Linked DNA regions of Mus musculus: region 1 is linked to region 2. The links are chromatin contacts, called in public Hi-C maps. All regions are on one chromosome and are shown on one strand. The core of a region is the stretch at or near the end of the contact, and the rest is flanking DNA. Distances in the headings are between cores, read along the strand shown.

What was found. A called contact is a pair of places that touch in the nucleus more often than the background predicts.
Region 1: a Hi-C map of neural progenitor cells shows a contact between it and region 2, with 4 times the contacts expected there. The contact joins two enhancer-like sites. A contact is called at or near these places in 2 of 39 promoter capture datasets (the C10 cell line and liver), 15 of 484 Hi-C or Micro-C datasets (the P5424 cell line, bone marrow-derived macrophages, brown adipocytes and 8 more), 4 of 115 datasets of contacts at active chromatin or transcription factors (bone marrow-derived dendritic cells, double positive thymocytes, embryonic stem cells and 1 more) and 1 of 9 other capture datasets (liver).

What each region holds. Positions count from the first base shown.
Region 1 is chr11:116,385,639-116,389,170 of GRCm38.p6, reverse strand. All of the region lies in intron 2 of Rnf157 (ring finger protein 157), which reads left to right. Among named protein-coding and RNA genes, the nearest start is that of Rnf157, 26 kb to the left of the region's middle. Within about 2 kb of position 1,635, at least 106 of the 459 cell types and tissues checked have an H3K27ac peak or open chromatin away from gene starts, as enhancers often do. A contact at or near this core is called in embryonic fibroblasts, myocytes and neural progenitor cells, where this site is marked.
Region 2 is chr11:116,218,023-116,221,552 of GRCm38.p6, reverse strand. Evpl (envoplakin) reads left to right here. Exons shown (of 22, transcript NM_025276.3): 22 at 1-994. The coding sequence ends at 798. It also overlaps the pseudogene Cdk3. Among named protein-coding and RNA genes, the nearest start is that of Gm33250, 5.5 kb to the left of the region's middle. Within about 2 kb of position 1,457, at least 134 of the 459 cell types and tissues checked have an H3K27ac peak or open chromatin away from gene starts, as enhancers often do. A contact at or near this core is called in embryonic fibroblasts, myocytes and neural progenitor cells, where this site is marked.

The DNA of each region.
Region 1 (3,532 bases), core at 386-2,885, 170 kb before region 2:
GGCCAGTCTGTGCGTGCGTGTATTTAGATGGCCTCTTCTGCCTGTAACGATGACTTGAAGACAAGCAAAAGCGTCTTGTATATAGGTGTACTTATGATGGCACACTTTCCCCCAGGTGAGTCACCTCGGTTACATCTCCGTGCAGGACCCTGCGTGACTGAGCTCCTCCTGAATTCCTAGGTAGCAGCCTTGACCTTAACTCTGAGGCTCCCCACCCCCACCCCGGAGGAGTATTCACATTGGTGTTCTTGTTGGTATGTTGGTTTCTGTAGTACCCATCGTGTGTGTTTAATGCTGAACAGAGATTTATTTAATGTATGAGTACACTGTAGCTGTCCTCATACACACCAGAAGAGGGCATCAGATCCCACTACAGATGGTTGTGAGCCACCATGAGGTTGCTGGGAATTGAACTCAGGACCTTTGGAAGAGCCAGTGCTCTTAACCTCTGAGCCATCTCTCCAGCCCCTAGAGATTTTTTTTCTAAATCATATTAAGTCAGCTATGGGGTTCATGCCTATAATGTGGTACTTCAGAAGCTGAGGTGGGAGGGGGTCAAGTCTGAGGCCAGTTTGGGTTATGTGGAGACACTTTCAAAAGCCAAAATAGGCCGGGCGGTGGTGGCGCACGTCTTTAATCACAGCACTTGGGAGGCAGAGGCAGGCGGATTTCTGAGTTTGAGACCAGCCTGATCTACAGAGTGAGTTCCAGGACAGCCAGGGCTACACAGAGAAACAAACCCTGTCTCGAAAAACCAAAAAAAAAAAAAAAAAAAAAAAAAAAAAAAAAAAAGCCAAAATAGTCCAGCAGTGATGTCTCATTTCTATATAACTCTAGCACTCTGGCCCAGTGATGGTGGCACTTTTAATCCTGGCACTCAGGAGGCAGAGGCAGGAGGATGTCTGTGACTTAAATTCTAGTCTGGTTTACCGAGTTCCAGGACAGCCAAGGCTACACAAAGAAACCCTCTCTTGAAAAGCAAATGAGCAAACAACCCTAGCACTTGGGATATTGAGGCAGGAGAATCATTGTGAGGCCAGTCCGGTCTATAACACGAGACACTGTCTCTAAAATAGAAAGCAGTGTACAGGATGAATGTAGCGTGCATCTCCCTCTCTCTACTCACATGTATTGAGCCCTTCCTAGCTCAGTTGTCTTAGGCAGTGTATGTGTGTTATCTCATCTTGTCTTCAGCCTAATGAGAACGGCGCTCATTCAGCAGGCGCACAGAGCCACAGAGTTGAATATTACCAAGCCTGCCAGGGAGCCAGTCAGCTTCTGACCTCACCGTGCTTCAGAGCCTCAGCACTCTGCTGTTGGGTCATGGTCAGGCACACCCAGTCTGTCCCACATTCTGCCCAGGAACCCTTGTGTGGATCACCAGGAGCACTTTGTAGGTTTGGTTGAGATCTAAAAGGGCTCAAGGATTGCTGTGCCCTCCTGGAGCATTCCCTCAGAGAGTAAGCATGTGGTGTGTAATTCCATCTGCTGAGCTGACCTCTGGCTTTGCCAGGGTGCTCTTTAGGTTTGATTGGGGGACATCCTGAAACTGAGAGTAGACACGGGGCTTTAGTTCTGTAGAACTGACTCGACTCTCAAGTGACAGCGCTGGGTGTCTGCTCGTGAGCATCAAGTTACAGAGCAGAGAAGACAGCCTTTTAAAGCCATCCAGCAGCAGGGGGCAAGAGCCACTCCTCTTTCCAGAGGGGGGAGGGGGAGGATGACAGAATGAGAACCGCATTGAAATTAATTGTCACATTGAGATATAAATGCCACAGACTTCCTGGCTCCCCGGGTCTGTAGGATTTAACAGGTATTTCCTGCCATCTTTTCCCAGTGGGCTGCAGAGAAGCCTTCCAGGCTAGGGATCGGCCCCCGCCCCCCCCCCCCCCCCCCGCCCTGCACACTGCCTCAAGGCAGACTGTTAGTCAGCTCTCAGGGTTGGATTTGCATGAATGAGTGTGTGGATGTCCAGAAAGGTGGCGGAAGAGAGTGGGAATCAGGGTTTAAAGTCTTATTTTTTATCTTGCCGTTAACCTCTGTGAGACCATGGAAGGTCTCAGATTGCACACTTATAAAGCAGGGATGGTGCTGACTTGAGAGGAGTGCAGTGCTTGGAAGATGCCTTCAGATTGCTGGATGAGAAGCAGCCTGGGACAGTGACAGCTATATTTGCCAGCCTCTCCTCCAGTTATCTCTTCAGCTGCTGCTCATTGTGGGCAGATGGACCATCCGTTGTGTCTTTACGTTATCGTTTATTGGCTTGTCTTTAGAGTGCTACATGTCAAACATACAGCCTCATGCATGGGAAGCAAGTCACCTACCGTTGAGCTCTGCACCCTTAGCATGTACGTTGGGTTCAAGGTATTGGTTGGTTTTTTTTTTTTGTTTGTTTGTTTGGTTGGTTGGTTTTGGCAGTGTTTTCCTACGTAGTGCAGACTGGCCCCAAATTCAAGATGCTTTTGCATTATCTGCATAGAGCTGGGGTTATAAATGCGCACCCCACTCCCAGCTTCTTCAGTGCTGTAGTAGGCGATGCCCTGGGCTTCCAAAGGCCTCTGGGAACCACAGCAAAGAAATACACAGTAGAGTCCATCCCGGTCCTGGAAAGTGCAGGCAGAGCAGCTGCTGGCCTCTCTGCCCCCTTGGTTAGAGTTAGTTTGCAGAAGAAAACCAGTGAAGCTCTAAGTTACTTAGTCAGTGGGAGCTGTCTCTGCCACACTGTCCTCTCGCTGTCCTCTCTGCTTGCGGCCAGGAGTCCATGTAACATTCCTCGAGTTCCTGGGGAAACTGCTGCATTTTAGCCAGTCCTGACAGTTCCCCTCATGCTGTGTTCTCTGAAGTGGTTTGTTTCATGCCTTGCCCCTCGTACACTCTGCAGCAAGGCCAATAAGAACCGAGGAGCACGTGTGTGCTTGGCTTCCCAGTCTTCTAGAGATGTGCCCAAAAGCTGTGCCAAATGCAGTGTCTGCAATTGTATGCTCTTATTAGCATGTGTGCAGGGGGATGCCCTGCCAAGCATCCTACCACTGAGCAGGCACATTATTTTGACAGACGTCTCAGGTGGCCCAGGCTGGCTTCAACCTTGCTGTGTAGCAGAGGCTTTGAACTCCTTCTGATCTTCACCTCTATCTTTCTTCCTTCCTTCCATTCTTTCTTTGTTCCTTCCTTTCTTTCTTTTTTAAGTGATTTTAAAAAAATTAGTGCTTTGTTTATTTTTATTTTATGTGCTTTAGTGTTTTGCCTGCATGTGTGTCTTCATTACAGTGCCAGATCCCCTGGAGCTGGAGTTGCAGACTGTTAGGAGCTGTAGTGTGGGTGCTGGGAATTGAACCCAGGTCCTTTGGAAGAGTAGCCATTGCTCTTAACTGATGACCCATCCATGTCTCCAGCCCTGCCTCTACTTTTCAAGTGCTGATTTTTAGAAGTGCCGTGACACTCAGCTAGAGACAAGGTGTACTGGCTGGTTTTGTGTCAGCTTGACACAGCTGGAGTTATCACAGAGACAGGAGCTTCAGTTAGGGAATGCCTC
Region 2 (3,530 bases), core at 208-2,707:
CGCCTCCCCATCTCCGAGTTTGCCCTGCTTGTGGCAGGGGAGACCAAGCCGAGTTCTTCACTCTCCATTGGGTCCATCATCTCCAAGTCTCCAGTCTGCTCCCCAGGCCCCCAGAGTACCGGCTTCTTCTCCCCAGGCCTCTCTTTTGGGCTCACTGAGGATAGCTTCCCCATCGCGGGGATCTACGATACAACCACAGACAACAAGTGTAGCATCAAGGCAGCTGTGGCCAAGAACATGCTGGATCCTATCACTGGGCAGAAGCTGTTGGAGGCCCAGGCAGCCACGGGAGGCATTGTTGACCTTCTTAGCCGAGAACGGTACTCCGTACACAAGGCGGTGGAGCGGGGACTCATTGAGAACACCTCCACTCAACGGCTGCTCAATGCTCAGAAGGCCTTCACCGGCATCGAGGACCCTGTCACCAGGAAGAGGCTGTCGGTGGGTGAGGCCATCCAGAAGGGCTGGATGCCCCAGGAAAGCGTGCTTCCCCACCTGCTGGTACAGCACCTGACTGGGGGCCTCATCGACCCCAAGAGGACGGGACGCATCCCCGTCCCTCAGGCTGTGCTCTGCGGGATGATCAGCGAAGACCTGGGCCAGCTCCTGCAAGATGAATCCGGCTACGAGAAGGATCTGACAGACCCCATCACCAAGGAGAGGCTGAGCTACAAGGAGGCCATGGGGCGCTGCCGCAAAGATCCTCTAAGTGGCCTACTACTGCTCCCCGCCATGCTAGAAGGCTATCGCTGCTACCGCGCGGCCTCCCCCACCCTGCCAAGATCCTGTGTGCGTTGATGAGGGGCTCTGCAGAGGGGGAGGGAGAATGCACACGTCACCTTGCCCTGGAGCTGCGTAATCCGAGGCAGCGGGTCCTCCTCCTGAGTGTCCACCTCACTGCGCAATCGTTTGTGGTGTTGGGCTCTGTCCCCAAATATGGGAAGTTCCGTTGTTCCTCCCCACCCCGTGCTTCTAATAAATGGATTATCTCTGTGCCGAGTCTCCTCTCATTTGGGGTTGCGGGGTCAGTGTGTCTGGGGTGTGAGCCCAGAAGCAGTACTGCTTGGGGATTCCCCCACCCCAAAGTATGTGTTGTGTGGGGTAGATGTGCCCAGCTCACCTGCCTGAGAAACAGAAGGTCATGAAAGGAGACCCTGGAAGCCCCATAGCCCCTCAGTTCCTGCCAGAACTGCCTCTAGCTCTCTGTGGAGAGCTTCCCTTTGTTGTCAGACCATGTCCCCCATACGAAGATTGACACCAAAAGCTCAGGAAGAAGTTACATTTATTTTCCATGTGTCACACAGAAGGACATCAACTGCCTATTTTTGATGACGCGACTACTTAGAACACCCTCAGGTGTTGTAACCACTCTTAGGATCAGAGAACTGCCCTGCCCCTCCTCCTGTTTAACTAGGTCCTCTGAACTGGAATTCAACTCTCCCAACAGCCTAAACCAAAAGACCAGCAGAGGGCACCCTCTCTCAGGGGCCATGCTCTGCAGCTGTGCAGTGAAGGCGAAGGGCTAGGGTCTCTTATCTAACCTGACACCTACTGTCTGGTCATTCAGAGGAGTTCTGTGCCCTGCCCCCAATTGGGCAGGGAGCACCTGCATGCCTTTCGAAAGTGCTCCATTAAATCCAACAAACAATACAGGAACTTGCCAACCTGTAGACGACATGAACCCAAGCCCCTCAGGGTCTGTTCTTCCCCAGAAAGGCAGAAAGGGAGGGAGGCAGCTGGCGAGGGTGTGAGGTGGTGGGCCCCACATACGTGTTCTCAGCGGGAGGAACGCCCTGCTGTACATTGTTGGGGTGCTAGGGAGTGTCCAGGAGAGAAGTAGGGATGGGCCAGGGCAGTCTTGGCTGAGATCCGCTGGCTGGGGTCATACTGCAGGAGTCGCTGGGGGAGGAAGGACAAGAGACTGTTGGGTGAAATCAGGGTAGAGAGGGAGTCCCTTCAACAGGTCCCAGGGGGAGGGAGAGCCATGCCTGAAAAGCAGGTCCCCCCCTCCCCCCAAACTGGAATTAGAGTTGACTATGAGACTCCTGGTATGGGTGCTGGGAACTGAACTCTGCAAGAGCAGCCATCTCTCCAGCCCCCAAATAGGGCCTCTTTGTTTGCCAGCACTGCATAGGCCAGGCTAGCTGACCTGTGAGCTCCAGGGATCCCCCTGTCTCAGGCCCCCATCCTGCCCTTGGAGCAGTGGAGTTACAGACTCCTGCTTCTGTGTTCAGCTTTAGGTACCATGACTGGGCCTCAAGAGCCTTACCCACTGAGCCACCCTACCCCCAGGCTTTGTGTGGTTCTGCAGATCTGAAGCCAAGCTCTCATGTTTATATGGCAAGCACGTTGCCAACTGAACCATCTTAGCCTGAGTTCCCCAGCGTTTAAGCCAGGTCTGGACGCTCCCAGAACTGAGGTTAAACAGTTAGTTTTTGAGTCCAGGCCTATGATTCATGGTTCCACCTGCTCCTGCTTGAGAACAGATGTCCAAAGAGTGCGCACTTGTGCTGGGGCAGGATAGACAGAACAAGTGGAGGAGGAGCTAACAGCCTAAGAGCAGGCCTATGCAGCTCACTCTCTGTAGTCACACACATAACCCAGGCAGGGTGCCAGGAAACAGCATTTGAAGGAAAAGTGGCTTTAGCAGGAAGTGCCTGCCATCCTGCTGGCGCTAGGTTGCTAGGCAGCACACATAGCCTTCTGGTGAGGTCACTTTGGCCTCGATGGCGGCCCTGCCCTTTCTTCCCTGGCCCAGCATGGGCAAACCCAGAAATGGGGACATCATGCTTGTGAGCAAACAGGGCTGGCTCTGAGGCCCAGGAGGCAGCTGAAGCATCATCAGTAGGGAGCCAGTGGTCCACAGGTAGGGAAGAGCTGCCCTGCACAGCCAGTCCTATGTGGAGACTGACCTGTGAGAGAGGTGCTATGGGGGACACTGAGGCAGGAGGAGGTGTGGCCTCTGCTCAGAGAACTGCTCCACCCAGATGGGGCAGGAAACCCACAAGAGAGTCAGACACAAAACAACAGCCAAGGCACAAAGCCAAAGCTAACTACTTTTGAGGAGTTTCAAAAGGGAGAGTGGACATTGGATTTATCAGGAGAGCGGCTCCTGACCGGATATATAGAGACAAGCCAAGTGTTTACAAAGGTCAGAGGAGTCCAGTCTCACTTGACTAGTTACATAAGAGGGTGGCTTGAAACAGGGGACCTTCTGCTGCTGCTAGGATGCTGTCCTTGTTTATTGGTACCTACCAGGAGCAGGTCCTTGCCTTCTGGTCCCAGACTAGGCACGATTTCCTCCAGCCCCTTCCTGCTCCATTTGGGGAAGCTACTCTGATAGTCAGGCATCTGGGAGACTCCGGGCCATGTGGCTTCACTGGGGGTCCCCAGGGTGCGAAAGATCCGAAAGAGCTGGTCAATCTCTGAGTCACCCGGAAACAGAGCTTTGCCAGTCACCTGGAGCAGGAGAGAAGTGTGTGCTCTGTATGACGCTAGTGATAGATGGTGGAGACACAGGAAGGGGCATT